Regions from separate parts of the Mus musculus genome. Here region 1 is linked to region 2. The links are chromatin contacts, called in public Hi-C maps. All regions are on one chromosome and are shown on one strand. Each heading gives the region's core, a stretch centred on a gene start, on an enhancer-like site or on the middle of the called end of the contact. The rest is flanking DNA. Distances are from core to core; before and after follow the strand shown.

Region 1 (5,265 bases), core at 1,291-3,790, 540 kb before region 2:
AAATTGTTTCAGAAGAGATAAGGGGTCAGTTGGCAGGTCACCTGTTTGTTGAGAGCTGGGGGGACCATGGAAGTAATTGGATACCTTGCTTGATAAATGCTGCATAAAGTAGTGATCTTCTACACAGTTCCCTGGTTACTTAGATGTTGGGTTTTGTTGTTGCTTGATGATTTGTTGGGTTTTGGAGGGGAGCTATGAAATCTCACCACATGGGCAGGGAAGAGCATTTGCTGCTCTTGCAGAGGACCTTGCTCAGGCTCCCATCACCTGCCAGGCTGGCAGCTCATACTTCAGTTTCAGTGGATTCAGCGCCCTCTTCTGGGCTTTGTGGGGACCACAGATGAATCTTTTGTTTAGTTAGGTGTGTGTGCCTGTGTGCAGGTATATGCACATGAGTGCACATAACTGCGGAAGCCAGAGGTAATGGGTCCCTGAAACTAGATGTACAGGTAGTTGTGAGCCAGCCACGTGTGGGAGTTAGAACTCTAACCCGGGTCCTCTGCAAGAGCACTGTGTGCTCTTAACCCAGTCCTAAAAATCTTTCAGAAGAAGAAATTACATAGTATGATTTGCTTTCTTAGGAATGGCTTACTGACAAAGTAGACACACAGAATACAGTGAATTGTCTATAAATGAATTTTTTTAATTGCTTAAGGTGTTTAAATCATATCATTTATTCTATTAGTATTTTGTTGTATAAACTATGCCATAATAACACAAATTTTTACTGAGACAAAGAGTCCTATCACAAAGTAATCTGTTTTCATTTGTTTGGGCAAACATTTTTCAATGTTTACTGCCACAAAACTGTGACTCTGTGTCCTCCCTGTGTGTTCTTGACTCTGTTCTCTGTGCATTCCTAGTCTTGTAGATGTGTCGTCACACTGATTATTTAGCCTCCCATGCAGTAGTCCATTGAATAATATGCTTTGGAATATACAAATTCTCCTATGTTTGGTGTTAGTTGTTTTTTGTTGGTTTTTTTTTTTTTTAACTTCTTCAGGACTTTTTGTTTTCACTAAGGACAAAACAAAAAAACCAAACCAAAAACAAACAAATAAGCAAAAGTAAGGCATTAAATCGATTTTACTTTGTTGACCATTCAAAGCCATCAGGGGAATGTATTCAGAGAGTTGTACAAATACACCTTTCCACTTCCTCATGGATGAGAAAGTCTAGCCTGCTATTTCTGGTTTCCCTCAAGACAATTCATAAGTCAGGTTACTAACTGTAAGGTATTTTAAGATCATTACTATAGGGACTTCACTGGCAGTAGGTTTGAGAGGTAAGTGAAAGGACCATGTTGTGACATTATAGCCACATTATAGCCTTGTGCCTGAGAGGACTTAATTGAAATGATCACTGTTTTGCTGCTTAGAAAGGTTCCGTATTTCTCAGGGAGGCACTTGTTATAGTAAATGTATTCTTCACTGTTGGGTATCTCGGTAGCCAGAGCATCTCACAAATGGAGCTATTTTTAAATGTGTTTCAAAATCTTTATAATTCCCTAGCCATATATTTAAAAAATATTTGGCTTGTCAGTCATTTGTGTAGAAACTTTTTTAGAAAGTATATAACAAAATGATAGACAAAAAGAATACTAATGATCGTTTAATAAGTAAGAATGTGCAATTAGTGACTTGAAAAGGCTGTTCTCAAGCGGATGATTATTCTTGCAGAACTGAATACTTAGGGCTTTAATTTTATACTTATTGCTAGATCATTATATCTAATTATTTTGAACATTTATTCAAATAATAAACCTCCAAGTCTGAATATTTATAGTGAAGAATGAGTTTGGAGAAAGGAAAATAATTATATGTCTCTTCCTCTGTTATTTTATAATGCCTGCCATCAGAGTATAAAAATATACATCTACATCGTCTGTTGTACCATATTCTTGGATCATACAGATTTAGTTGAAATGCGCATACAGGTCAGCCGCTGCTAAAAGACTGAAGATAATGAAAGCTACAAATGAGGACAGATGAGCTGTGCATGATGTGGTGATAAAACAGGTGTTTGGGAAGATAAACAATGTTCTGAAGCAAACAAGATTTAAATACTTCTGCATCTCTAATTACTTCATCCTGATTATTAGGCAGAAAGCAAGTAGTTTTCAAATAAAGTCTAAACTTTGTACCGTATAGTTCACACACAAAGTGTTGAGAGGCTCTGACTTTGTGTTTGTCTTAAGTACTTTATGAATGGCTCAAAACGGTTTAAAAGTTGTGTTTGTAAGTTACATTTAAAACAAAATGAGTTCTAGTGCATCTGACAGCATTGTCCAGTTGTAGTTTGCTTTGCAGTCATTCAGAGCTGAGCAGTCGAGACGGGAGGCTAACATGCTATCTGTTTTTGTTTCTAGGATGGTGAACTTTGACATAATAAAATACTTGTATGATTTCTTGTGAAAACAAGCCTCAAAGCCATATGGACACTGTGACAATGACTAAGCCAAGCTGTGTTCATCCAAATACTCAGCTGGCCGGGGAAAGGAGTTCTTTGGCTGGATTGGATTTGTCCAAACAGGTGCTGGCCCAGCATGGAATCCGATGAAAACCCTCTGATTGGTCTGGGTAGCTGTGAGCAGAAGACGGTTTACCAGGGGCCCAGGAGTATTTGGAAGCAACGTGTTAATTATAAACAGCAGGGTTTGAGCACAATCTGTTCTACTCTTAATGATGTTATCTTAACACTGAAATTGCCTGAAACCCATTTACTTAGGACTGTGTTTTGCTCTATGAACTATCCCCTGCGCTTTGAACGTGCCAGCAGCCCTTGTTTATTTGCCCAGCCTTTTCACTTCCTCTCCACAGGAGTCTCTGCTGGCTCTTGCCAAAGCAGATTTCCTAAGGCCACTATTTTAAAAGATCATAGTTGCTAAAGTATGTGCTGTGTATGTTTATCTTCTTACCTAGTTTTCTCAAAACCTGGCAGCTTGTTCATTGTGCACACAGCAGCTTCATGTCTAACTCTGCTTGCTAACCTGACAGTACTGGTCACTCCCAGTTCACCAACGTATTGTGTTCCTTCCTTCCATTTTTCTTTTGAGTTGATGAATTTTGAGAGCGCCACAATAAAATTCTTCCTCTTACATTAGCTGTGTTCTTTGGTTCTGACCACCTTACTTGTTCATATTTTCTAAATAGTTTCCTGTTACCACTGAATACTTGAAAACTGAATGGGTTTAAAGAGTTTAATTATAATTTAGTTTAAATTTTGGAGATATTTTACTCTTTCATTCCATTTTATGAAGAAAAATTCTCACAGTCAGCATTCCTAGGTACGAAGTCTTTTCATGTGGTGATTTTCTGACCCTTTCTTCTTCAAAAATAACAAGTTAATTTCTGTCTCTTAATTTGAGGTAAGGAATACAAAGAGGAATAAAATTGTGTTTTGTCTCCTGAGTAAAATGGGAACTTTACAGTCAGGAGGCCAGCACCACAGCCAGTGAGCATGTTTCTTCCTGCCCTTCACAGCATGTTTGGTGAAGACAGTGCCCAGGAAGAGCTGAGCACAGGACAGAATCACACTTGGGTTTCCACATGCAGAGCTCTGTGGAGAGGAGACAGGCCTGTAGGTTGCCGTTGGGAGCAGTGCCTCCTGGGATATGAGATTTTGGCTCCTACTGTTTTGCTACACAGGTGCTGAGTCATGGTTCAGGCTGAAGTGTGAGGTAGAAACTGACACCAGAAATTGGCAGCTGAGAAACTGAAGATAGGAAGAGAAGGGGGCAGAGTTTCTAGTGTCCACACCATTGCTCCTCAGGGCAGCTGGTTACCTGCCTCCTGTATAGCACATTTTCTGTCCTGAACCATATCACACCATATTACTAGCCCTGGAAATAGCTTCCCTCAACAATACTCTAATTACATTTTCCCTGCCCTATGTGGGCCTTCAGAAGTTTGCTGTTTTGTAATTTACTTTCTAATAGCTTTGCTAAATGACTCAGTAATATGATCAATTTATTTAAATGAAGACTAATAGAGCTTAATATACATATTAGCATTTTAACAAGGGTCATCTGCAAATTAAATCTTCTCTTTAGAAGACATATTTCTCCAATTAGAGGAAGAAATCTAACACTGAGAATCATGCTAGCTGGTAAGGCAGCTATCTCTGTTAAGGGGGCAGCTTATACTTTGTACTCTACCTTGATCTGAAAGAAGTGGAGGTGGGAATGGTGACTGTGGGCTTTTAGGTTTTCTTATGTAAATCTTCCACTTTACACATTTCTTAATTTACCAAGAGCCAGACCACACAGCTAAAGGCCACCCTCCTCTCTTCCTTCCTTGTCATTTCAACCCATGACCAGCCTTCATAAATGAGGGCATTCTTTTTCAACAACTCTGGAAAGGCCAGTGGCATACCAAGCCACACTGCAATAAACCTGAAAGTCATAGAAGGACCAAGTCTCCATAAGGCAGCAGGTAGGACTTGCTCCGAAGACATGGAGTCAGGCAACTGTGAGTGGGGGTCGGGGAGAACAGCCAAATCACTGTTCTTTGTGGCCCTAACCACATTATTTAACCTTTTTGCACCTCTTAGTTTTTCATTGCTGTGCTTGGGATAAGTGTCACAGCTTTCATTAAAAGCTTAGTCACCAGCCTGGAGCACTATTGCAAGGTAGTGGGACCTGTAACCTCCAGCAGAGTGGGAAGAAGTTAGGTCACTGGAAGTGTGGCCTTGAAGGTGACGCTGGGACTGTGCTGCCTTCTCTGTCTTTGCATCTTGGTTGTCATGAATGAGCAGCTTCCTTCAGCACAAATGCCCTTCTGTAGTATGATGCTCAGCCACAAATTCCCCAAACAGTTAGGCTAATGGCTTGAACTCTGAGCCCAGACTCTCAAAGTAAGCTACAATAAGCCTGTTTTCTTTTCATTGGTCCATTCAAGGTATTTAGTTCTAGTAATGCAAAGCTGACTGGAGAATATAGTTAGTTCATGGAGTTGGTTAACATAATTAACTGCTATCTAAAGCAGTTCCCCCCCCCCCACAAGTGGGGCAGATTTGCCTGCCAGGAAATATTTAGCATTTTCTCTAGATAGTTTGTCTAGTTGGATCGCTTGTAGGGAGCAGAGAGGCTAGGGATGTTGCTAAATAGAATAAAATATACATTCTATATCAGAATTAGTCACCAAATAGTAGTTGAGAGAAAGCCCCAACTAGATATCTCTCGACACCAAATGAAACCTCCAGTACTAGGAAGGGGCTACAACTAACCAAGTTGTTGACCAAAGAGACCTCATGGAAACCTCTAAA
Region 2 (4,762 bases), core at 1,159-3,658:
CAGGATGAAAATGAATACTTGTAAACATTGGTTTAAAAAGTTCCCTAGCATCTGTTAGGCCATATCTTGTTTAACTGATAATAGCTGTGTACATTAGACTGACATGCTAGGTGTGTGTTGTATGACCCTTCATTGTTAAGCTATGAGATTAAAATCCTGTATTTAGCTGATAATCAAAAGAAAACAATTAGATACATGTTGGTCTGTCTGGTTGTATGGAGTGATCAATTGTGATGCTTTTGCATTGTATTGCCTCAGCCACTTCATCCATGTCATTAGTGATAGGAATGATACATTCCTAAAGAAGTTTATCATAAGTGACTGCATTCCCTTCTGCTGTGCCATTTTAAATATATATTACATATGTGAGTATATATATGCATATATACAGACACACATACACACAGGAAACATGATCACCTTTTCCCCCTTCTCAAACCATGATAAGCCCTTGCTATTCGACTTAGGCTCCAACGTAACTGCAATTTAATGTTGGTAGTATAGCAAATTATGAATAAATTAGTTGTATGTTTTGAAGTCACATGCTTATGTGCTTAAATCTGGATATCAGAATTTAAGCAGTTACTTAAATGTATGACTGTCTAATATACTGATTACAAAGTGCTAAATTAAAAAAGAAAAGAAAAAGAAAATATAATACAACTGTATTCATGGTCACAGGTAAACCACATTTTCCACTTTCTCAGGTCAACTGGAATCCGATCGATTCTTACTGATGAGCGGTGGGAAGCCGTCTCGTAAGTGTGGCATCCTTTCCAGTGGGAACAACCTCTTCTTCAATGAGGACGGCTTGCGCATGCTAGTAACACGGGACCTGGATTTATCACATGCAAGGTAATTGTGGCACACAGTTGTGGACATGAAGCAGAAGAAACCAGGAACTCTCAAGGGTGACACCTTCCATGCTGATACTTGGCATCGCTCTGCTCAAAGTTCCCAACAAGACACAGGTCACATAATTTCTAGTTCAAGACCTATGTTCGTTCAGTACCAACATCAGCTGTGAAACACCTAAACAAACAAGATTATTTTATAATCTTGAGAAAATAACAGTGTTTAATTCACTCTAACTTCAAAAAAGTAATATTGCATCTATTTTATCCTCCTTCTTCTGACTATATTCATTAACACTTGAACTATAAAGAGAACATGTACATTTATTATACTGTCTTAGTAAGAAGCTCAGTAGAAATACATCCTCAACTTATTCATGATTAAGTTTATCTTCATTAGCAAATATTTAGTTGAGAATATTTGAAGTATGGTCCATGGTGCTCATAAGCAATTTCCCAGTGCCTCACTAGCCATAAGAAGTCATCTTCTAAATTGAGCACAGTCACTCAGAAAAGAACACATTTTAAGCTGGCTCAGAGAGTCATGCCCTGTCAGAATATATATCCCTTGGTCATTTGACGAGCCAGAACCCTAACAGCAAAATATAATGTACAGTTTAACATGTGTAAAATGTAGCCCTGACCTATTTTTAAATGAACAAGGAAGTCATGTTTATGGTCTTAAAATATTTTATAGTACATTTAAATATATCTGAACCTTCCCTCTTTTTCCTGAACCCAATTTTTCATTATAAATAATATAATTCACAGAAAATACAAGTCTATAAAAAATTTCATAGTTACTGAAAGCAAAACTTTATTATATCCCATTCTAATATACATAGTTTCATTTATATTATTTATGCTAGGTTCTTCAATACCATCCATGTTCTCTAATTTAGAAATTATTAAGTTTTCCAAATAAGTAACTCAGATATATTTTTCTAAGTAATAATTTGGTGTTTATATTATCACTAAATTAATACGAACATCTTCCCGATACAAACATAGTACACCTAGTTTTTCCTAGATGAATACTGTTCTCGTTTGTGCGAACACCACTAGGCACTAACAATGCACGTGTCCATTAATCAGATGTTAAAAGCTGCATTATATAGCTCATGCAGTCACATGCTGTGTGGGATTTGCATATATTGACCTTAAAATGTTCAGTGTAAGATCGGAGTGTTTTCAAGGCCATGATATAAATAAACAGAGGTTGGGAGGATCCTGAGCAATGAGTGGCTTTGTGTATGATACTGATAGCATTTATTATCAGCCCTGTTACATTATTGAAAACGTGTGTTAGATTTGACATGAAATTTATTCTGCCTTACCGGTTAGAATAGTGGCCAGACTGGGCACCAGCAGCTTGCTTGCCAAAGATAACATGCGAGCCAGTTTCCATTGGCACCCCAGCTGCTCGCTGCCCCTCTGCCCACCTCCCCGCCAGCTAGGAAAGCTGCTGCTGGATGGCCGCCACAGTTCTCAGAGGCCATATCATCCGTACCCAGACCCAGCAACAGTCAGAGTCTGGCAAGCCTACCACCACCAACCCACACTCACGCTTACCCTCCCCTGGCACAAGAGACAGAAGAGGCCTAAGCTTAACACACCTCTTCCAAGTGGCCTGGTCTTTTTGAAAGGAGGAGCTACAACTCCTGCATGTAAATGTGTCTCCTAAACCAAGAGATACAATATCTATAAAGCTATTGGTAAGATGGGAGTGGGTAATTTTGCCAGTAATGTGGCACCTGTATTATTTACATATAAATATAGAAATACGTATTTCTAGTTCCAAGCCCTGAGGCCTGGGATTCAGTTGTCTTCACCAGACAGGCAGTGCACTTGCTGGTTTGAACAGCCTTTGGATCTCCCCCAACATCTTATAAAGTAGCCAAGAGAAGCAGTGGCTCTGGCTTCCCTCTGGCTCTGGCTCCTTGGAGGAGAGATTCAAGATACAAGCATGAGCCAGAATTTCCATTTTCTTCACACTTCACATTTAATTAGCTCTCATTCACATTAAGACAGAAAAATATCAAGCTTTGAAGTGATTGTTTGGACACTCGTTAAATCGTCGTGTTTATTAACATCATCCGTTGCCCCGTACTGCCTGGGTGCTTGACTTTTGTTAACGATGCAGGTCTCTCTTTAAAATAAAAGACTACAGTAAGATCTTCTGGTGTCAGGTTTGTGCAGTTCTTCATGAGACTGGGATGTGGTAAAGGTGTTCCAGACCCCAGGAGCCAGCCCGTGCTTCTGCAGTACTCCCTCAATGGCGGCCTCTCCTGGAGTCTTCTTCAAGAGTTCCTCTTCAGCAACTCCAGCAATGTGGGCAGGTACATTGCCCTGGAAATGCCCCTGAAAGCCCGTTCTGGTTCGACACGCCTCCGCTGGTGGCAGCCATCTGAAAATGGGCACTTCTATAGCCCCTGGGTGATCGACCAGGTCAGTCTCTTCAGAATTATCTACTGTAACTTTTATGACCTTAGAAAGCATGTTAGCCCAACTCCCAGGCTGGTGGAAGCCCAGACAGTCGAATGACTTGCCCAAGGGCACACAGCTAGATTAGATGTGGCGTTTAACTTCCTTTCATTCTCTAGCCCCTCAATTGCCTAAGCCTATAAAAGTAAATGGCACAACAGAAGGCCTAGGTTGTGTTCAGAGAGGATGCTGCCATATGGACAGAGGGACTTTATCAAGCGTGATACAAGGTTATAATTCTCCAGAAAGGGAAGCATGCAAATTAGCATTGATGCCGCATGCAATTGTTCTCAAATCCTCTTTTCCAGCCTTTGATGCAAAATAAATAAATAAATCTCCCCTAGCATCTTTCTGGACTGCTCTAAGGATCTTCATACATAATATAGTGTATCAAACAGGACTCGGAGAACCTGTTCACAAATAGTAGGGTTCATGCAAAGAATTGAAACTGAAATGCCTCAGGGCGTGTTTGTCCTTAAATAGAAATTTCACATGGAAAACAATCACAGGCGAGCCAAATTTTGCTCTCCCAGCTTGGGGACATGTGCTTTCCAATGGCACAGTTTGGCCCACGAATGGCTGTGAATAGTTTTGTCAGTCCTTTGATTTGTTTTCTGTAGCTCCTTGCCAGATGGGCAAGCAGACCACAGAAACAAGAGCATTCTGAAAACCCCCTACCATTATGCTAGTTGTACAGTACCAGATCTGAGATGGCTGACAGAGCAGAATAAATAAACAAAAACAACTGAACTCTTCTGTATGTTAAAACCCAAATCTGGGGTGTTCTAAAAATGCATTTCAGATTCTTATTGGAGGAAATATCTCTGGTAATACAGTCTTAGAAGATGATTTCTCAACTCTGGACAGCAGAAAGTGGCTGCTTCACCCAGGAGGCACCAAGATGCCTGTGTGTGGCTCCACAGGCGATGCCCTGGTCTTTATTGAAAAGGCCAGCACCCGTTACGTGGTCACGACAGACATCGCTGTGAATGAGGACTCATTCCTACAGATAGACTTTGCTGCCTCCTGCTCAGTCACAGACTCCTGCTATGGTAAGTGTCCCATGCCCAGACCGAGGTACAGAAGCCTGGGTGTCCATGGCTGCCTCTGCAGTGGGACTGTTTGGAACCTGTGTCACAGGGCTTGGGAGGATGGCTTAGTAAAGTTCTTACTGGGCAAGCTTGGCAACCTGAGTTCAGCTTCCTATCACCCACACAGAGGGCCAAGCATGGCTGTATATTCCTATAGTTCTACTCTGTGAAGGCAGAGATCGCTGGATCTCACTAGCCAGCCAGTTAGATTAATCGGGGGGCCTCAAGCTCAGTGACAGTCCCCAAGAAGCAATAAAGGAAAATATTCAGTCTCCACCATTGGCTTATATGCACAGATACAAACACATACACATACATACACACATACATACA

What was found. A called contact is a pair of places that touch in the nucleus more often than the background predicts.
Region 1: a Hi-C map of cerebellum shows a contact between it and region 2, with 1.7 times the contacts expected there. The contact joins two enhancer-like sites. A contact is called at or near these places in 2 of 484 Hi-C or Micro-C datasets (cerebellum and embryonic stem cells), 3 of 115 datasets of contacts at active chromatin or transcription factors (SST interneurons, T-cell acute lymphoblastic leukemia and embryonic stem cells) and 1 of 9 other capture datasets (embryonic stem cells).

The regions. Positions count from the first base shown.
Region 1 is chr5:22,484,321-22,489,585 of GRCm38.p6, reverse strand. Orc5 (origin recognition complex, subunit 5) reads left to right here. Exons shown (of 14, transcript NM_011959.3): 14 at 2,369-3,106. The coding sequence ends at 2,414. Among named protein-coding and RNA genes, the nearest start is that of Gm22887, 48 kb to the left of the region's middle. Within about 2 kb of position 2,540, at least 18 of the 459 cell types and tissues checked have an H3K27ac peak or open chromatin away from gene starts, as enhancers often do. A contact at or near this core is called in cerebellum, where this site is marked.
Region 2 is chr5:21,946,912-21,951,673 of GRCm38.p6, reverse strand. Reln (reelin) reads left to right here. Exons shown (of 65, transcript NM_011261.2): 43 at 708-855; 44 at 3,044-3,302; 45 at 4,141-4,390. It also overlaps the pseudogene Dnaja1-ps. Among named protein-coding and RNA genes, the nearest start is that of Slc26a5, 84 kb to the right of the region's middle. Within about 2 kb of position 2,408, at least 12 of the 459 cell types and tissues checked have an H3K27ac peak or open chromatin away from gene starts, as enhancers often do. A contact at or near this core is called in cerebellum, where this site is marked.